2 separate regions of the Sus scrofa genome follow, and region 1 is linked to region 2. Evidence: chromatin contacts called from public HiChIP or PLAC-seq data. All regions are on one chromosome and are shown on one strand. The core of a region is the stretch at or near the end of the contact, and the rest is flanking DNA. Distances in the headings are between cores, read along the strand shown.

Region 1 (4,895 bases), core at 268-2,767, 410 kb before region 2:
AACAGCAGATGAGGAAGGCACAGGACAGGCAGTGTCACAAGATCAAAGCAGGACATTCTTTGTTTAGAATAAAATAACCCTTTAAAATATGAACTTTCTGGGGACACTGTGAAATGAATTTTCTTGTAAAATGATCACCCAGCTTCCACACGTTGGGTAAATATGTGCAATCTATCTACAATCCCCAGATGAGACCGCTCCATCAGAAAAAAAAAAAAAATGAAACATCAAAAAACGGTACCAGGTGTCATTCCTGGGCCTTGTCCAAAGGCAGCCAGCGGAAGATTCTACGTTATTCTCTTCTCCCCACACTAAATAAGCACAATCAATGGAAGAGAAGAAGAGCATTTGGATTTGAACAGATGGCATCCAACACCTAACAAGAGAAGCAACTCTTTCGTGCCTTAGATGCTCAGTGTCTGATGGACCAAGGATCAGGAGGGCTTATTTGTCTTAAGACGGTTGGCAGCAGGATCCCCTGTAGTCACCATCCCAAAGCTTAGGAACATGCGTCATTATCCAGTCAACAACTAAAAGCAGAAAAATCAAACAACCACATTTTTAAAAAAATGTCCTCCTCTCTAGTCCAACTTGAGACGACAAAATCCAACACCATCATCAATTCTTCCATTTCAAGCCACAGAAAAATAAGCCTGAAGGTACACGAATGTATAAAGGTTAACAAACTTATCTAATTTTGACAAGGTTGTGCAACACCGAAAGAATCCGCAGGGCGCCCTTCCCGGGGGCGGGGGGGGGGGTGGTATTTGAATATGCCTGCTCTGCAGCTCTGTCTGCAATTGAAACTAAAAGCACAAACCCAGCTATTCAACTCCCCCCCCCCTCCTTTTAAAGTAGCATCCCTTTGGCAAAAAAAGCAAAATAGTAAACACACAAACATTTCAACGTTTTACCTGAGAAGGCCACCACGGATCTGTCTTTTGCAGAGCCCTACAAGTTTCCTCACTACCTATGTAAACACCCAACAACTCTTAAGGTAGAAAGGACCACATTCCCGGGAGGAAGGGAGCCTGCGGCCAAGGTGGCAGAAGTGGCCGGCCGAGGGGAGGGGACTCCCACCCCAACTCCAAGAGACTCACAGGCCCGAGCGCGGCTGTGAAGAGGGCACACTCGGGAGAGACCGCCCTGCCCTGCGGGACAAACGCTGGGACAGGTCAGTTACGGGGAGGGCGGCGAGAAGAGGAAAGACTCGAGAATGGGGGCAAATACAGCCAGAATAGCCAGGGTAAGATGAAGACCGGATGCCGCTGCAAGTTGGGGTCCTGATCCTGGGCGCGGGTGCGCCAACCTAGCCGCGACGCGGCGGTGGGGGCAGGGAGGATGCAGCCGGCGCAGGGCTCACCTGAGGGGTCCTCTCCGCGGGGTTTTTCATCACCGCCTGGCGGAAGCTGTTATCCACGTAGGACGCCATCTCCCCCCGCGGCCGGGAGCAGGGCCGCTCCGCGCCCTCGGCCGCCTCCTCCCGGCCCAGCGCCGCCGCCGCTGCCGCCGCCGCCGCCTCCGCCCTGCGCGCTCCGCCCGCCCGCCTCTGGCCAACCAGCCAAACCGCGGCGGCGGCGGCGGCGGGGCGGCCGAGCCCGGGGCGCGCGGCGGGGCGGGGGGCGCACGAGGCCCGAGGGTCCCTGCGGCGCCGGGCGGCCGGGAACCTTCTGCTTCCTCTGTGCCGCGCGGCCGGCAAGGCTCCCTCCGGGCCCTGGCTCGACACGCCTCCCCGGCTCCTCTCGGGGACTCTGGCGGCTCCTCCCGGCCCCGCCGGGCCTGAGTTATTTTTAGGGAGTTAGAGCGGCGGTGAAAGGGGAGGCTACGGGCGCCCAGGCCTCCTTCCCCCTGGCTTCTCTCGGGGGCTCGCGCCGCTGCCTCGGGTCTGCTGGAAGCACTCGGGCACCGGGGCGCCGCGGCCGCCGTCCGAGGGCCGTCTCAGGTCCGGGCTCTGCGAAGCGGGATGGCCTCGGCCGCCGTCCCCGCCGCGCCGGGGCTCTGTCTACTGCGCTCGGCCGTGCCCCCCGACTGCTGCTGTTGCTGCTGCTGCTGCTGCATCCCTTCGGGCCGCCCTGCCGCCGCTGCCGCTGCCGCCGCCTCAGCCGCCGCCGCCGCCGTGCGCTCCGCCGTCGCCGCCTCCCCCCATCGGCGCGCGCGGAGCGGCCAGAGAGCACCGCCGGGCTGCGCCCTCGGCCGCTTTCTCTCGGCAACTTTGTTCCCGGTCTGCACGGGCGCAGGAGGGAAGGGGCCACGGGCAGCCGGGTCCGGACTCCCAGCGGCGGGCGTCGCGCAGAGCCCCCCGGAGAGTGTTTGGGAAGCGGCGACTCCCCTCCTCTTCCCCACCTCTTCCTCCTCCTGCGCCTTCACGGCAGCCCAGCCGCTCCTCAGGGAGGAAGCGGCCTCCGGGGCCGGTCGCTTTGTGCTGCAACCATGGTGAAGCGTGAGTGACGGACCGGCGGCCAGTCTGAGTGCGCCGCGTCGGCGGGGGCGGGGCGCCCGCGGCGCCGGGTCCCGCCCTCCGCACCCTGACTCTGGCCAGGCGGCCGCGCCCTCACTCCCGAGCGGCATTTTCGGCCGCGTCCAGGTGCTCAGCGTCCCGGGGCGGCGAAGGGTCGTCCCCCTTGAGGCCGGGCTGACAGGGCCCCGCATCTCCTGGCCTGCAGGAGGCGGCGCGCCCAGGCGGAAGGCACAGGCTCCTTTCTCCCCGCTCCCCACCCCTTCCCCCGCTCACGCCGCGCCCCCTACCCACACCCCAGCCCGGATCCCGAGGGACCCTGCCGCGTCTGGTCGCCTCTGCAGACGACTCCTGGCGCCAGGCCTCGGCCGCTGGGGCTGAAAGTTAACCCGGAGCAGGAGTCCGGCCCGCTGCTTGGGCCTCCCTGGGCATCCGTTTTGAACCTAAGGCTTGGCTCCCGAGTTGTTTCAAAAGCGGTAAATCTTCAGAGGATTTATTTTGCTTATTTGTAACTTAATGCAGGGAAAGAGTTCCCTTCCTGTCTTCCGTGCCCATCAGGCACCTTCAGACGCTTAAATGACCACGAAACTAAGGAGCTGGAAACATGCCAGTTCCAACACTAGACCAAACACCTCCCAGACAGACACACTCCAGATCTGAAGGTGATCAGTCTTTTGCGCGAGACCCCGACCGCAAGTTCTGTGGCATAATCAGAGACACTGGCAGATGTGGCTTCTCATTAGGCAAGGTAAACCTCCAGACACCGGATCCAAGCCTGACTCTCTTGGTGCAGAGAGCTCTAGGACAGAGCCCTTTAAAGATATTACGGCGCCTGCTGCTTCCCCCCCACCCCGCCCCCGTCCTCCTCCTCGCTGAGCCAGGTCAAGGTGTGTAAGGTCAGCCAAGCTGCTGCACGGGCTCTGGAGTTCTGATCCTAGGGTTTTATTTTTAACTGCCTCCTCTTCCCTAACCCCCAATAAGTTCATGCTTTGCTGTCAGTATGGAGGCCATACTTACAGGAAGATTGTTACTTTCATGACCATCACGCTGAAGTTTTTTCAAATTTTCAAACATGCTTTTGCAACATCTAGTTTAAGTACTTGGGATAGGGTCCTTAAGTCACCTGAGTGACATTAAACAGATTGTGTACCTTCCTGGAGAAGAGATTGTTTCTGCCCAACCTTCTGAAACTGAATCTGAGTTACAAATTGTATCTCTAGACCTTTGCCCTGCATGCTCCCCCATATTTCCTTCCTTTCCCTTAGCTGAAGCCCAGCATCAACTCGGGAGGGGTGGGGGAAGGAGCAGGCTTGCAGGCTTTCACCCACAGCACGTGGAAGTTTTGGGGCCAGGGATCTAACCTGAGGCACAGCAGCAACCAGAGCCACAGCAGTGACAAAGATGGATCCTTAATCTACTGAGCCACCAGGGAACTCTCAGCATCAAATTCTTTGACATAGACCTCCCCACCTTTAAAAAGTGTTACTACAGCTCTGGAAGAGAGGCAATGAAAAAATCAAATCCAATGAAGTGAGAAAATATACCTGACATCTCCATCTGGTGTCTAGCAGACATCTCAGAATTAACATGTGCAAACCAGACTCCAGATCTTCTGCCCCAGAGGTGCCCCACCCACAGACTTCCCCATTCCAGCTAATGTCATATACACCATGTCACCCATTGCCCAGATGAAAAACCTTGGCTTTTTTTTTTTTTTTTTTTTTTTTTTAAGGCCATATCTTCAGCTATGGAAGTTCCCAGGCTAGGGGTAGAATTGCAGCTGCAGCTTCCAGCCTACACCACAGCTCACAGCAACACCGGATCCTTAACCCACTGAGTGAGGCCAAGGATCAGACCAGTGTCCTCATGGATACTAGTCCAGTTTATTATTGCTAAGCCATGACAGGAACTCCTTGGGCATCTTTCTTGACTCTTTCCTATCTCTTATGCCCCACAATTTTCAGTAAATGTGTCAGCTCAACCTTCAAAGTACCATATCTGGAACCTAACTTCTACCCACCACCTCAACTACCATGGCCTTGGTCCAAGCCAGCATCCCCTTCTTCCTGCACTCTGCAGTAATCACCTAGCTGGCCTCCTACTTTCTGCCCTTGTCTCCAGCATCCAGAGTTGAGTCTTTTCTCTCCAGCTTATGTCACTCCTCTGCTTTAAAAGGGGGGGAAAAAAAAAAAAGGTCCATGAGCTCCCCATCTCATGTAAGGTAAAACTGAGAGGTCCCTTTCATGGCAAAAATGACCTATACACTTGGCTCTCCCCCTCCACTCATCTCTCCAACCTCATCTACTACTCCACCCCCTACTCAGTTCCCAACCACATTAGCTTCTATGCTGCTTCTGGAACATAGCAAGCCCCAATATCATGGCTTTTCCTTTTGCTGTTCCTCTGCTATCTCCCCAGCCCACCATAAAACAAAACAAAG
Region 2 (5,210 bases), core at 814-3,313:
TATGGTGGCCAAATTTGACAAAATTCTACTTTCATGAAATTTACACAATATTAATATCCTTAAATTTCCAATATGTACACTTATTTATTCCATAACTAAAAATTAATTAATTTTAATTTTTTTTAGCTTTTTTTTTTTTGCTCCCACAGCATGTGGAGGTTCCCAGGCTAGGGGTCAAATCAGAGCTGTGGCCACCAGCCTACGCCAGAGCTACAGCAGCACAGGATCCAAGCTGCGTCTCCAACCTACACTGCAGCTCACGGCAACGCCAGATCCTTTAACCCACTGAGCAAGACCAGGGATCGAACCTGAAACCTCATGGTTCCTAGTCAGGTTCATTAACCACTGCGCCACGATGGGAACTCCTTTTTTTAGTTTTTTTAGGGCCACATCTGCAGCATATGGAAGTTTCCAGGCTAGAGGTCAAATCAGAGCTGTAGCTGCTGGCCTACACCACAGCCACAGCAACACCAGATCTGAGCCGCGTCTGTGACCTACACCACAGCTCATGCCAACACTTGATCCTTAACCCACTGATCTAGGACAGGGATCAAACCTGTGTCTTCATGAATACTAGTCAGATTCATTACATCTGAGCCACCATGGGAACTCTCCAAAATTAATTTAAATAAAAATTAAAAACCAGTTGTGAGAGAATTCAAGATCCTGTAGTACACTTTTTGAACTTTAAACCTTTTGTTTTTAAATAAACCACCCCCTCCAAAAAAATCCCCCAAACCACCCAACTGCATCCTACTTTTTTTTTTTTTTTTAAAAAAAAAGAGGAGGTAATGAGGTATTTTACCAAGTCATCAGGATGGTTCTAGGGGCAAACAGAACACCATAAGCCCCTAGAGTTAATTTTAGACAACGTAGAAAAATTCCTGGCTCCAGATAGTCTGATGACTCAGGCAGCATACACATGTTAATGATGATGTGCCACATTAGACTTCGAATTCTTTTTTTTTTTTCTTTTTTGTCTATTTTAGGGCTGCACCCCGGCATATGGAGGTTCCCAGGTTAGGGGTCTAATCAGAGCTGAAGCCGCCGGCCTACGCCAGAGCCACAGCAACGCCAGATCCCAGCCGCGTCTGTGACCTACACCACAGCTCACGGCAACGCCGGATCCTTAACCCACTGAGCAAGACCAGGGATCGAACCCACAACCTCATGGTTCCTAGTCGGATTCGTTAACCACTGAGCCACGAAGGGAACTCCTAGACTTCGAATTCTTAAAATGGGGTAGGATGACTGCAAATACACAAGTAAGGTGAGGACCAAGGAAAAAAAATCTGTGCAAATGTTAATTTACTCATTTGCAACAAGGCAACAGACATTACCTGAGCTTGGGATAAGAGTCTGCACCAGGACTTGGAGAGATTCCGCTCAGGAGCCGTGTTGACAAGTTCACTGCATTCATGACCTATGTCCTAGTTGTCAACTCTTCCAATTGAGACAAGCCCAGGGGAGGAACCCAGCGGCGACCCTGCGCCCTTTGCTCTGAACTAGTTCCACCCCCCAGCGGTGGTCCCGCGCGCCCCTCGTAGACCCTCGACTTTGCTCCCCGCGCCCGCAGACCCCTCCTCACCTGGGCTGGCCAGCTTGGCCAGCGGCACCATCATGCTCTCGGCAGCCGGGACCCCGGCGTACAGCGAGGGAGGAGGCCCGGCTGGGGCTCGCCCGGGCACGGGACCACTAGGCCGCGGGGGGCGCCATCCCCGCCGGGACAACTGAAGTCTCAGGCGGAGTCAGCCTCCCTACTCAGCCGGCCACTCTGGCTTCACCGTACTGCCGCCTCTTTCTTGCTGTGCGCCTGCGCCACGCGCGATATGACTGCCCGTAGGACTTCTGGGTCACAGACCAAGACGGAGAGGGTAGGGAACCCTTCCACCCGGGGCAAGCAGAGGACACCAGCGAAGACTACAAATCCCAGGGTGCAACGCGCTTGGCGCCAAGAAGCGGAGGCGGGGCGGTGCGCGGAACTCTAGGAGTTGTAGTCTTCGGCTCAACAGTCCAGGTTGCCCGACTGGGGGTTTGCGCAGGAGTGAAGAGCCGCCCAAGGCGAATTAACTGGTTTCTGATTGGCTGTCCGGAGAAAATGACTGGGCTTCGCGGTCCACCGCCGAGAGACTAGAGGAGGCGGGGTCGCTGGACTTTGGGCGCGAGCGGTTGAAAGACAGTTGGTGTCGGTTCGGCTGTCAAAGTCCGGTCCCGCCGCCCAGCCCGGCTCCATGGAGGACCCTGAGGAGCTGCTGGTTTCTTCGCCTCCCCCGCCGCCTCCCTCCTCTCCCTCTTCAAACTCATCTTCAGCATCTTCCCCAGGCGTCCCGGGGAGTTTGGGATGGCCGGTTCCAAGCAGGAGCAGCGGCCGGACAGTGGACCCCCTGGAGGAGGTGGAGCTGCAGATCGGAGACGTGGGTGTGGCCTGCGGGGCCGGGAGGGGCCGGAGGGACGGGGTCCGCGCCCAGCTAGGGGGGCTGGTGAGGAAGGGTGGGGGTCCGACGCCGCCCAAGGCCCCTTCCCCCATGTGGTGTACCAGTTGAGGCGTTGGGAATTGGGGTGTCCCTCCACCCGCCCCGCCCCGCCCGGTTTTCTTTGTGCCTGGCCATCTGGTTTCCAACACGCGCTGTAACCCGAAACCACACAGATCTCATTCGCCCCCACCTTCGCCTTTGCTGTCCTTGGGTGCTGAGGGTCAGGCTGTGATTTCTTACCCGGGGACTTAAGGACTGCTGTCCTAGTTGGCCACCTGCCCAGAGTCAGCTGACAGATATTATCTGTCCCACCGTCCTGTGCGCTAGATCCAATTAGGACGGGTTAGTCACCACCCCATGGTGCAGATTCCTTTCACTAACGGTTCAAAGACCTCTCCCTCTGAGCACTTGGCATGCCTAGTCTGGATGGTTTCTGTTGAATCTCCAATTTCCAGGCGCCCAGCTACTGGAGCGCATGAGCACACACACACTCTCTGTCTCTGTCTCTCTGTCTCTGTCTCTCGTTCCCCCGCCTCCGCCCACCGCTCCTTCCAAGTGACCCTGTAGGATGGAGTGCTGATGTGTTATCCAGGAACAGTGCTATTTCATGTAGTGGGCGAAGAAAGCATTTGATCAAGGAGTTTTCCACCAAGGGATGATTGTCTACTGCACCTGTTTTGATTTTGTTGATGTTATTTGTAAGCTGAGAGCATCTCTTCTTTGGACTATACATTTTCATAGTCTACAGCGTTCATGGGTAAAAATAGTGGAGCCATGCCCTTGTTACCCATGTATTAAGCGTTATTTATGGAGTCTTTCAGCTCCTTCTGATACTTTGTGTCAAGGGATCCAAGTCTCCTGTTGAGCTAAATCAGACTAGTGATTTGTAAATAAAAAAGTATCGACTGGTCATTTCTCATGCATAATGGATATCTTTCTAGCACATCTTACTTCCTCAAAGCTTACTTCATATTAACGAATTTCTTTGGTTCCCTGAAAGAGCCAGTATTTTAGTTCTAAGATTTTTTTTTTAACTTTTAAAGAAGATAACTTTAAATTTGAGGCATCAGATTTGAGGTTCTGTTATTTTCAGACTGGTTTGTAAAATGAGGTGAAAATTAAAAAAAAAACAACTTATATTGTTTGACTTTTTTTTTTTTTTTAAATTTCAGGCAGCATTTTCCTTAACCAAACTTCTCGAAGCCACATCTGCAGTATCAGCTCAAGTGGAAGAGCTTGCCTTCAAATGTACAGAAAATGCACGTTTCCTTAAAACATGGCGGGACCTCTTGAGAGAAGGCTATGATTCCTTGAAGGCTGACAACTGACTTGCCATGTAATAGTCCATGTGTTCTCACGATATTTGCAGATGTACCATATGGATAGGATAATCCAGCAGTTCTGTGAAATGAAAATGAAATTTTGCTTGGTTTTCTTCATTTTGTGAAAATAGAATGTTATTTTTGATGCTGACTAGTATTTATCTTTAAATACTTAATGTCTGCTAAACTTTCACACAATCTTTTATGAAAGTTAATTCAATCAGTAGATAATATAATGCCACAGTGTTACCAGTCACAAACTAGATAGACCATTTGTTTGATTTGCAAGAAGATACCAAGCATGGCAGAGTTTGAAGTTGAGCCTCATTTTTTTGGAACAAAGGAGATGACTTTAAGGTTTATCACTGTTTGACTCAGCTCTATTTGGCTAATTTCCGTAGAACCAGTTATTGTGTCTTATTTAATTCTGTATTTTCAGCACCTAGAACATTGTTATACAATAATCACTAAATGTTCAGTGACAATACAGTTAAAAGCAGCGTTTTCTCCCTGTTTTTAGCATGAAGATTATAAATTTTTCTTGAAGAAATATTTGAGTCAGAACCTCATTAACTTGGAGAAAAACATTAACATTATTGCTCTCTTTTTTAACAGGGATTTGAACTTTAACTAGTAACATCTTTTTAAAATACAAATTTTTTTGCCCTTCTCTGATGGATTTTCAAAAAAGAAAATGAAACTTGACTTGAAAGAATGCACATTTTTTCCCCTATTTATTTCTAAGGTTAACTGATTTTACAGAAATTTCTTGTATACAATGTTGTTATATGTTTGGTTGCTCTTTTAAAAGTGCCTTATCAGAATTATGGCTGTGTATTATTACTTTTGGAGCTTTACAAGTAATAATCCTAAATTCTTTCTTTTTTTTTTTTTTTGTCTTGCCATTTCTTGGGCCGCTCCCGCGGCATATGGAGGTTCCCAAACTAGGGGTCGAATCGGAGCTGTAGCCACCGGCCTACACCACAGCCACAGCAACACCAGATCCGAGCCGCGTCTGCGACCTACACCACAGCTCACGGCAACGCCGGATCATTAACCCACTGAGCAAGGGCAGGGATCGAACCTTCAACCTCATGGTTCTTAGTCGGATTCGTTAACCACTGCACCACGACGGGAACTCCATAATCCTAAATTCTAAATGTAATAGTTAATTAAAACTAAACAAGTTACTTTTTTAAATGCGTCAAATTTATTTTTATTTTTATTTTATTTTATTTTGCTTTTTAGGGCCACACCCAAGGCATATGGAGGTTCCTAGGCTAGGGTTCAAATCGGAGGTTCAGCTGTCAGCCTGTTCCACAGCCACACCAACGCCAGATCGGAGCAGCATCTGCAAGCTACAGCACAGCTCACAGCAACACTGGATCCTTAACCCACTGAGCGAGGCCAGAGA

Evidence for each region. HiChIP or PLAC-seq counts read pairs in DNA pulled down with a chosen protein or histone mark.
Region 1: a contact with region 2 is called in an H3K27ac HiChIP or PLAC-seq map of skeletal muscle. The contact joins the promoter of LOC110262100 here to the promoter of ETFDH in region 2. A contact is called at or near these places in 1 of 47 Hi-C or Micro-C datasets (liver) and 1 of 2 datasets of contacts at active chromatin or transcription factors (skeletal muscle).

Annotation. Positions count from the first base shown.
Region 1 is chr8:48,018,193-48,023,087 of Sscrofa11.1, reverse strand. It overlaps LOC110262100 (rap guanine nucleotide exchange factor 6-like), which reads right to left and starts at 1,517. Exons shown (of 7, transcript XM_021101306.1): 1 at 1,364-1,517. The coding sequence starts at 1,432.
Region 2 is chr8:47,605,352-47,610,561 of Sscrofa11.1, reverse strand. It overlaps ETFDH (electron transfer flavoprotein-ubiquinone oxidoreductase, mitochondrial), which reads right to left and starts at 2,063. Exons shown (of 13, transcript XM_003129003.4): 1 at 1,589-2,063. The coding sequence starts at 1,622. C8H4orf46 (renal cancer differentiation gene 1 protein) reads left to right here and starts at 2,013. Exons shown (of 2, transcript XM_005666666.3): 1 at 2,013-2,414; 2 at 3,647-5,210. The coding sequence starts at 2,232. The coding sequence ends at 3,802.